2 separate regions of the Xenopus tropicalis genome follow, and region 1 is linked to region 2. Evidence: chromatin contacts called from public Hi-C data. All regions are on one chromosome and are shown on one strand. The core of a region is the stretch at or near the end of the contact, and the rest is flanking DNA. Distances in the headings are between cores, read along the strand shown. Region 1 holds the start of csrnp1 (cysteine-serine-rich nuclear protein 1). Region 2 has its middle 81 kb from the start of csrnp1.

The links. A called contact is a pair of places that touch in the nucleus more often than the background predicts.
Region 1: a Hi-C map of neurula embryo shows a contact between it and region 2, with 2.7 times the contacts expected there. The contact joins the promoter of csrnp1 here to the enhancer-like site in region 2. A contact is called at or near these places in 2 of 5 Hi-C or Micro-C datasets (gastrula embryo and neurula embryo).

The regions. Positions count from the first base shown.
Region 1 is chr6:13,330,111-13,334,208 of UCB_Xtro_10.0, forward strand. csrnp1 (cysteine-serine-rich nuclear protein 1) reads left to right here and starts at 1,691. Exons shown (of 5, transcript NM_001078993.1): 1 at 1,691-1,780.
Region 2 is chr6:13,248,533-13,252,260 of UCB_Xtro_10.0, forward strand. No RefSeq gene overlaps it. Among named protein-coding and RNA genes, the nearest start is that of csrnp1, 81 kb to the right of the region's middle. Within about 2 kb of position 1,644, at least 2 of the 11 cell types and tissues checked have an H3K27ac peak or open chromatin away from gene starts, as enhancers often do. A contact at or near this core is called in neurula embryo, where this site is marked.

The DNA.
Region 1 (4,098 bases), core at 441-2,940, 82 kb after region 2:
GGCCCTATTAATAAAGGCAGTGTGTCTGGGGGGCCCTATTAATAAAGGCAGTGTGCCTGGGGGGCCCTATTAATAAAGGCAGTGTGCCTGGGGGTCCCTATTAATAAAGGCAGTGTGCCTGGGGGGCCCTATTAATAAAGGCAGTGTGTCTGGGGGTTCCTATTAATAAAGGCAGTGTGTCTGGGGGGCCCTATTAATAAAGGCAGTGTGTCTGGGGGGCCCTATTAATAAAGGCAGTGTGCCTGGGGGGCCCTATTAATAAAGGCAGTGTGCCTGGGGGGCCCTATTAATAAAGGCAGTGTGTCTGGGGGGCCCTATTAATAAAGGCAGTGTGTCTGGGGGGCCCTATTAATAAAGGCAGTGTGTCTGGGGGGTCCTATTAATAAAGGCAGTGTGTCTGGGGGGCCCTATTAATAAAGGCAGTGTGCCTGGGGGGCCCTATTAATAAAGGCAGTGTGCCTGGGGGTCCCTATTAATAAAGGCAGTGTGCCTGGGGGGCCCTATTAATAAAGGCAGTGTGCCTGGGGGGCCCTATTAATAAAGGCAGTGTGCCTGGGGGTCCCTATTAATAAAGGCAGTGTGCCTGGGGGGCCCTATTAATAAAGGCAGTGTGCCTGGGGGGCCCTATTAATAAAGGCAGTGTGTCTGGGGGGCCCTATTAATAAAGGCAGTGTGTCTGGGGGTCCCTATTAATAAAGGCAGTGTGTCTGGGGGTCCCTATTAATAAAGGCAGTGTGTCTGGGGGTCCCTATTAATAAAGGCAGTGTGTCTGGGGGTCCCTATAATAAATGGGATACAGGAGCAAGCAGTGAGTTTAGGAGCCCCTATTATAAATCAGATGCAGTAACAGTCAGTGTGCCTGGGGGTCCCAATATAAAGATATAAAGGGATACATAACCAAGCAGTGTGCGGGGGGGGGGGGTTATTATAAATGGGGTGCAGAAGGCAGAGTGTCTTTTGGGTCTTATTATAATTAGGGTGTTGTAGGGGGCAGTGTGTCTGGGAACCCCAATAATAAATAGGGTGCAGTATTGGGTAATATATCTGGGGACCCCTATAATAAATAGGCAATGAGTATGGGGTTCACTATAATAAATAGGGTGTGAGTGAGTGTGGGGGCTTCCTATAATACATGGCTGGCAGCAGGCAGTGTGTCCCCCTAATTAATGGGACAGAGCAGCAGGCAGGGGGGGTCCCCCTAATTAATGGCACAGAGCAGCAGGCAGGGGGGGTCCCCCTAATTAATGGGAAGGTGCAGCAGGCAGGGGGGGTCCCCCTAATTAATGGGAAGGTGCAGCAGGCAGGGGGGGTCCCCCTAATTAATGGGAAGGTGCAGCAGGCAGGGGGGGTCCCCCTAATTAATGGGAAGGTGCAGCAGGCAGGGGGGGTCCCGCTAATTAGTGGGAAGGTGCAGCTGTGCAGGAATGATGGGGGAGCAGTAGCAGGCAGCATGCCGATCCCTGTGCCTCAGGGGAGGGGGCACAGTGTATGGGAGAAGGAGCGCAGGAAGCAGAGTGTGGGCTGGGGGGAAGGAGGAGGCGGAGGGCCGGGCCGGGGCGGAGGGAAGGGCCGGGTTACTCACTGGCTGCCCGGCCTGTCTGGCTCCCTGTCACCGCCTGCGTCACCAGCCCAGGAGTTTTTCCACTGACGAAAAAGGCAGAGCTCCCGGTGCGGGCAGGCAGAGCTGGGGGAGCAGCGCAGGGAGCACATCGCTACCGCCGGACTATGAGCAGCAACTAGCGCCGCCAGCGCCCCATTGTGCAGCAGGAGCCCGGGCAAGGTGAGCCACAGGCTGGGGGGCTGCACAGTCACAAGTCGGGGTTCGGGGCAGTTATGAATGGGGGAGAGGGGTTTGAGAGGGGGTCGGTGCCTGGGGGGGTGCAGGGGTGCTTTGCTCTATTTCCCACACTAGGGGCGCCTGACGCTGGGAGAGGCTGAGGGTGCAGCGCTGGGTACAAAGGCTCCAGCCCGTAACACTGACTGATACTACAGCCCGGGCAGCCGGAGCAGCGCCGCTCAGCGGGGAAGGCGCGACCTCTAGTGTTGGAACTAAGGAACTGCACCCTGGGCTCTTTAAATGTTTGGCGCTCAATAGTGTCAGCTGGAACTTCTGTCCCTTGTCTGGAAACATTCTGTCCCTTGTCTGGAAACATTCTGTCCCTTGTCTGGAAACATTCTATCCCTTGTCTGGAAACATTCTATCCCTTGTCTGGAAACATTCTATCCCTTGTCTGGAAACATTCTATCCCTTGTCTGGAAACATTCTATCTCTTGTCTGGAAACATTCTATCCCTTGTCTGGAAACATTCTATCCAGTTCTGTTGGTCTGCTTGGTATTCCCACTGCTTTCCTACCTGTATCGATTTTTCTTATTTGCCATTGGGCTGGATGAGTTCTGTTTTGGGGGGTTGTTTTTCTGTTTGGGGGACAGTGCCAGGCAGGGCTGGACAGGGCACCTTGTTAGATATATTAAGTGTTTGGGTACACACATAGAAGCCCTGTGGCTCTGACTGAACCAATCCCTGCCCATTGTATGTAACCCCCCCCCCCCTCCTTCAGAGCTGCCCCCTGTCTCCTCTTACTCATGTGAATGTTTGGGCAGCCCTGCACTTTGCTTGTGTGTACTTTCCTGATAAGATGGCTCTGTGGTTACAGCCTGGCTGCTGTTTTGATACTGCCTTATAAACAACACCCCCCCCCCCCCCAATCTGCTGCTGCTTCTAGTTACTGTCTCAGATGTTGGGTTATTGTTGTGCAACTTTTACAATCAACACTTTTCTATGTTTGTGTGCTATGGGAAGCACAAGTTGGAATTTACTAATTTACATCATTCTGGGCAATGGTATGTGGATAGGATGTGTGTGTGTGAGGCCTCACTCATTCATACTACTGTCTGCCCTAAAGAGCTTACAATTAAATCAGATTTTAGGCAAAAAGTGGAAAGGAAGGGGGGTGGTCATCTGATTGGCTGTGACTCACAGGAGAATTTGCTGGAAGTTACCCTTATGTTTGACAATGGACAGAGAGGGGTGTTACTGCTGCCCCACACCGGGGCATTAATCCATTAAGAGCACTCACTGGACTTGACACGTTTGGCCTGACCACAATGCACTGCAACATGGGCCTGAAGGGGATATAACCACCTATTTTGGCACCTCCTTGTGTATTCCAGTTGTATCACCCCCCCCCCCCCCCCCAAGGCCAACACCTGAGTTACTATGAAAGTACAGGGTATTGCTTGGCAGCCAGTTTCATTGGGACCGAAGGTCACTTTTCTGTTTGCAGCAGTGCTGTAAAGTGATGACTAAGGCTTGAAGCCTATTGCTGTCTAGCTGATTGCCTAGTGGTCATTAATGTTATTAAGTTCTGATATATATGGCATAAGGACTATGGATATATGGACTAACATTCCCAGAGCTTTTGGGGGGGATTCTGGGACTTGTAGTTCATAACATCATATGGCTGAAGTGGCTAATAGTCCTAATGTATGTGTATCTATATTTATAAAGTGCTACTTATGTACGCAGCGCTGTACAGTACAATAAATGAGCAAACGTTGAGGCTATAACTTTGGCTGCTCACTTCTAAAACTAAATCTGCTGGGAATATTTAGCTGTGAATTTCCCACTTCCTGTTCCATCTGTACAGGAAGTGAGCAGTGCAAAAGGATCCCCCTCCCAACCCTGGTGCATTCTGCAATTCCCATATCTGAGTATTATTTTCTACTGTATTTGTCCCAAGGTTGGCATGGGGCTGTACTTCCCCTTTAATGAGCTTTTATTCTCCTACTTATTGAGCCGCTTGCCTTGTGCGGCTCATTATTATTATTATTATCTCATTATTATTACTATGATCATTGTGATTACCGTTGTTGTGTTTATTGGATCCCGTGTCGTTAAGGTGACTGGCTGCTAATTGCCTCGTAATTAACGCGTGAGCCCTGGCTATTGGCGCTGAGAGTCGCCCAGATATTTCCCAGGCACCAGAGGGCTAAACTACTTCCCCGCAGGGGTCCCGGCGATTCCCCCGCTCCCTTGCACTCATATTGGCTGAGATGCCAGAAGACACCGTCTCCTCCTCCTCCCCCCCATTAACCCC
Region 2 (3,728 bases), core at 394-2,893:
CCACGTCTATAAAAAAAGATGCCTGTGGAGAAAAGTGGTCCATCTGCTTATTGTGCACTTGTGTCTGGGGCTCGGCAAATGCTTTTCTATGTATAATGTGTGGGGTCACAGGCAACACAAAAGGAACTCATATACCAACCAGTCCTAACACAGGGGGTAAAAATTGGAACCAATCAACCCCCTGCAAGTCTGCAGATCTTGAGGATAGGTTATGGGGCTGCTTAATAAGACCAATGCAGTTTCCATACAACCCCCTATATAATGGAATCATGCTGACTATAGATAATCTAAAGCCAGGCCCCCAGTGGTTCCCCTATGAATTCCAGGAGAGATTATATAGGGGCACTGCACAACCAAAGAGGAGACCTTTTTTTATAGGAATGTTCCTTTTGGTATAAATTCCCAAAACACAGAGAATGAATGTCCTGTGCCCTCGTATTGTACTATTTAGGCAGAACAGTATGACATCTCCCACTCCTATGTACCAACCCAATGATACGGAGACGGAATGTTCTGTTCACATAATCTGTACCCTCATGCTCTGGGAAACTCCATGGCAGCATTAAAACAAATATGCAAAGAATTTACGCTCCGTGCACGTTAGTAATAGTAAGCTCTATCCTTATAATTCATTGTCTAAGAGGAAGGAGCCTGCACAGATACAAATATACAAAGAATAATGTGAATAAAAAGTTATATCATCATACTCTTCTCTCTAAGGGAATTGCTATGGCAGCTCCCACTCACATGTGTGTGCAGGGAAGCAATATACTTTGTGCACATAATATGTTATAGCCTCAGATTTCTGACCGGTGCTGGGAAGGTCCCCATGTGCAACACGACCAGTGTTGTTGCGGCAGTATAATAAGATTTAATGGCTTGTCAGCAGTTCGGCCCCAAGGCTGACTCCATGCTACAAAGGAGAATAATAAGCTGAGGAACACACAGCACAACTGGACCTATTATTTCTCTGGAACAAGGGCGCTCGGATGGCCCATTGCCAGCTCCGGCTCTGGCTCTCTCTAAAAAACACAAAGGTGCAATTTAGGAAGAAATGAGCAAGTAATCCCCTTAGTAACAGTAAGGCTGCCTGTGCCCTTGTAATAAAATTAGCAGGAAAGAACGATATCATGTAGAGAAATGCAAACATGTTACACTACATATATGTCACAGGCAAACTGTGGCTCTTGCATTGTGGGTCAACTCTCTGCCACTTGCGTGATTGATGGAGGATCATGGGAGTAGTAGTCCTTGGCTCTATGCTGATGTTTATTTTTTAACTAGTTACATCCTGTTCCTTCTTTATCTCTCTATATTGTTTTAATATTATAGCCCCCGTTTTGGGTAAGAAAGTGCTCCCAGTAGAGGTGGGAGAGTGTGTGTGAGGAGTCTGGGGTAGCCCGTTTATCGGGACCAGTGAATAGGGTGAAGGCAGTTTTATTATGGGTGCTCCATTGACACAAAGTAGAGGGGGTGGGTTGGCAATCTAGTCAAAGCTGCCATCAGTAATCATGGAGGGAGCCCTAATTATTATCCAGCTGGCAACAATAAAAAAAAAAAGATCCTTGCATGCAATGACATTTCCCTGGTTCATGCTGGCCCCTCCTTAGTTATAACAAAACTCCACCCATGATCCTCCCAAACACCGCCTACTGCCTGCAAGCTCCACCCCTTTCACACTCTCAGGGACCCTGACTGCAGTAACCTATGTAACTCCTAGATTGCAGCCCTGGATCTAGGAGTTATAGATCCCCTGGTTACCCAATAGAAGGAATTTCCTAAGGGCTAGAAAAAGAAGTCTTCTCATTGGGCCAGGAGGTTCTATAAATCTATAAATGCTGGCTTAGCCTAAAGGTGGCCATACAGGGGGCTACCAAATTGATCCTCCTGGCATCCAACAAGCCCACCGATATCTGTCCGAAAATATCTTCCTTTGAAGCTTTGTTAGTGATATTCCTGTGAATGTCGATATTCCAGGCATCCAGTAGTGAATATAAGGTCCCACTTTCCTATGAGCCAGGCAGCTGCCCCCACTCTCAGGGCTTTCCGTCATTGTCCCCGGAGAGGGAGGGGGGCCGCTAGGTTATCTGTGCATCTGGCTTGAGTCTATTAGACCGTGGATGTGAGCGTGGGAAAGAATCCCTCCATTCTAGAGATGGGAACCTCTTCCACCATGGTGTATTCCCAACAAACCCAAGAAATTCATCACCTTTTTATTTGTGTTGCTCAAAAGAGACCAAAAAAAAGCAAAAATAGAGCGGAAAAGTCTATGTAAAATAATAAATGAATACAAAGGGAAGAGTGTGTCATTTGTCATTATTTGGGCTGAAGTGTACAGCCCTGCTGATAATAATTGCGCTACATGAATACAAATACTTGGGCCTGTATACATTCAGGCATTCATAGACTGTAAGCTCTTTGGAGCAGGGACCTCATTTTAAAATGTGTGTTTGCTCTTATGTATTTATTATCACTGCAATGACAAGTTAAAATTACTTCAGCCATGGCAATTTCTATAAACACATCTTTGAGAATGTTTGTGGTGCACTGGGGTGTTTTTAGCCCCCTTCTCTTTGCCCCTCCTATAGTTATGCCACTGGCAGTGCCCTCTGTATTACCAATGGACCCGGGTATTAATGGTCACAGTTGGGGCTGATTAGCGGTGTAGCCTTAGTTATTCCTTCTTTAATAAATCTTATAAGGTATGAGATAGATAGTGACTTCTAATATTATCATTTACAGTAGGGGGTACATTATCCCTTATAATACATGAGTGATACTCAGAGTTCCCTGTATAACTCAGCCTGCAGCCTTATGCCTTTATATGGGCACAGAACCCCTCAGTGACTGCTAATATCCTTATCATTTACAGTAGGGGGTAAATTATCCCTTATAATACATGAGTGATACTCAGAGTTCCCTGTATAACTCAGCCTGCAGCCTTGTGCCTTTATATGGGCACAGAACCCCTCAGTGACTGCTAATATCCTTATCATTTACAGTAGGGGGTACATTATCCCTTATAATACATGAGTGATACTCAGAGTTCCCTGTATAACTGAGCCTGCAGCCTTGTGCCTTTATATGGGCACAGAACCCCTCAGTGACTGCTAATATCCTTATCATTTACAGTAGGGGGTACATTATCCCTTATAATACATGAGTGATACTCAGAGTTCCCTGTATAACTCAGCCTGCAGCCTTGTGCCTTTATATGGGCACAGAACCCCTCAGTGACTGCTAATATCCTTATCATTTACAGTAGGGGGTACATTATCCCTTATAATAAACAAGTGATACTCAGAGTTCCCTGTATAACTCAGCCTGCAGCCTTGTGCCTTTATATGGGCACAGAACCCCTCAGTGACTGCTAATATCCTTATCATTTACAGTAGGGGGTACATTATCCCTTATAATACATGAGTGATACTCAGAGTTCCCTGTATAACTCAGCCTGCAGCCTTGTGCCTTTATATGGGCACAGAACCCCTCAGTGACTTCTAATATCCTTATCATTTACAGTAGGGGGTACATTATCCCCTATATAATACATGAGTGATACTCAGAGTTCCCTGTATAACTCAGCCTGCAGCCTTGTGCCTTTATATGGGCACAGAACCCCTCAGTGACTGCTAATATCCTTATCATTTACAGTAGGGGGTACATTATCCCTTATAATACATGAGTGATACTCAGAGTTCCCTGTATAACCTGCATAACTGAATGCA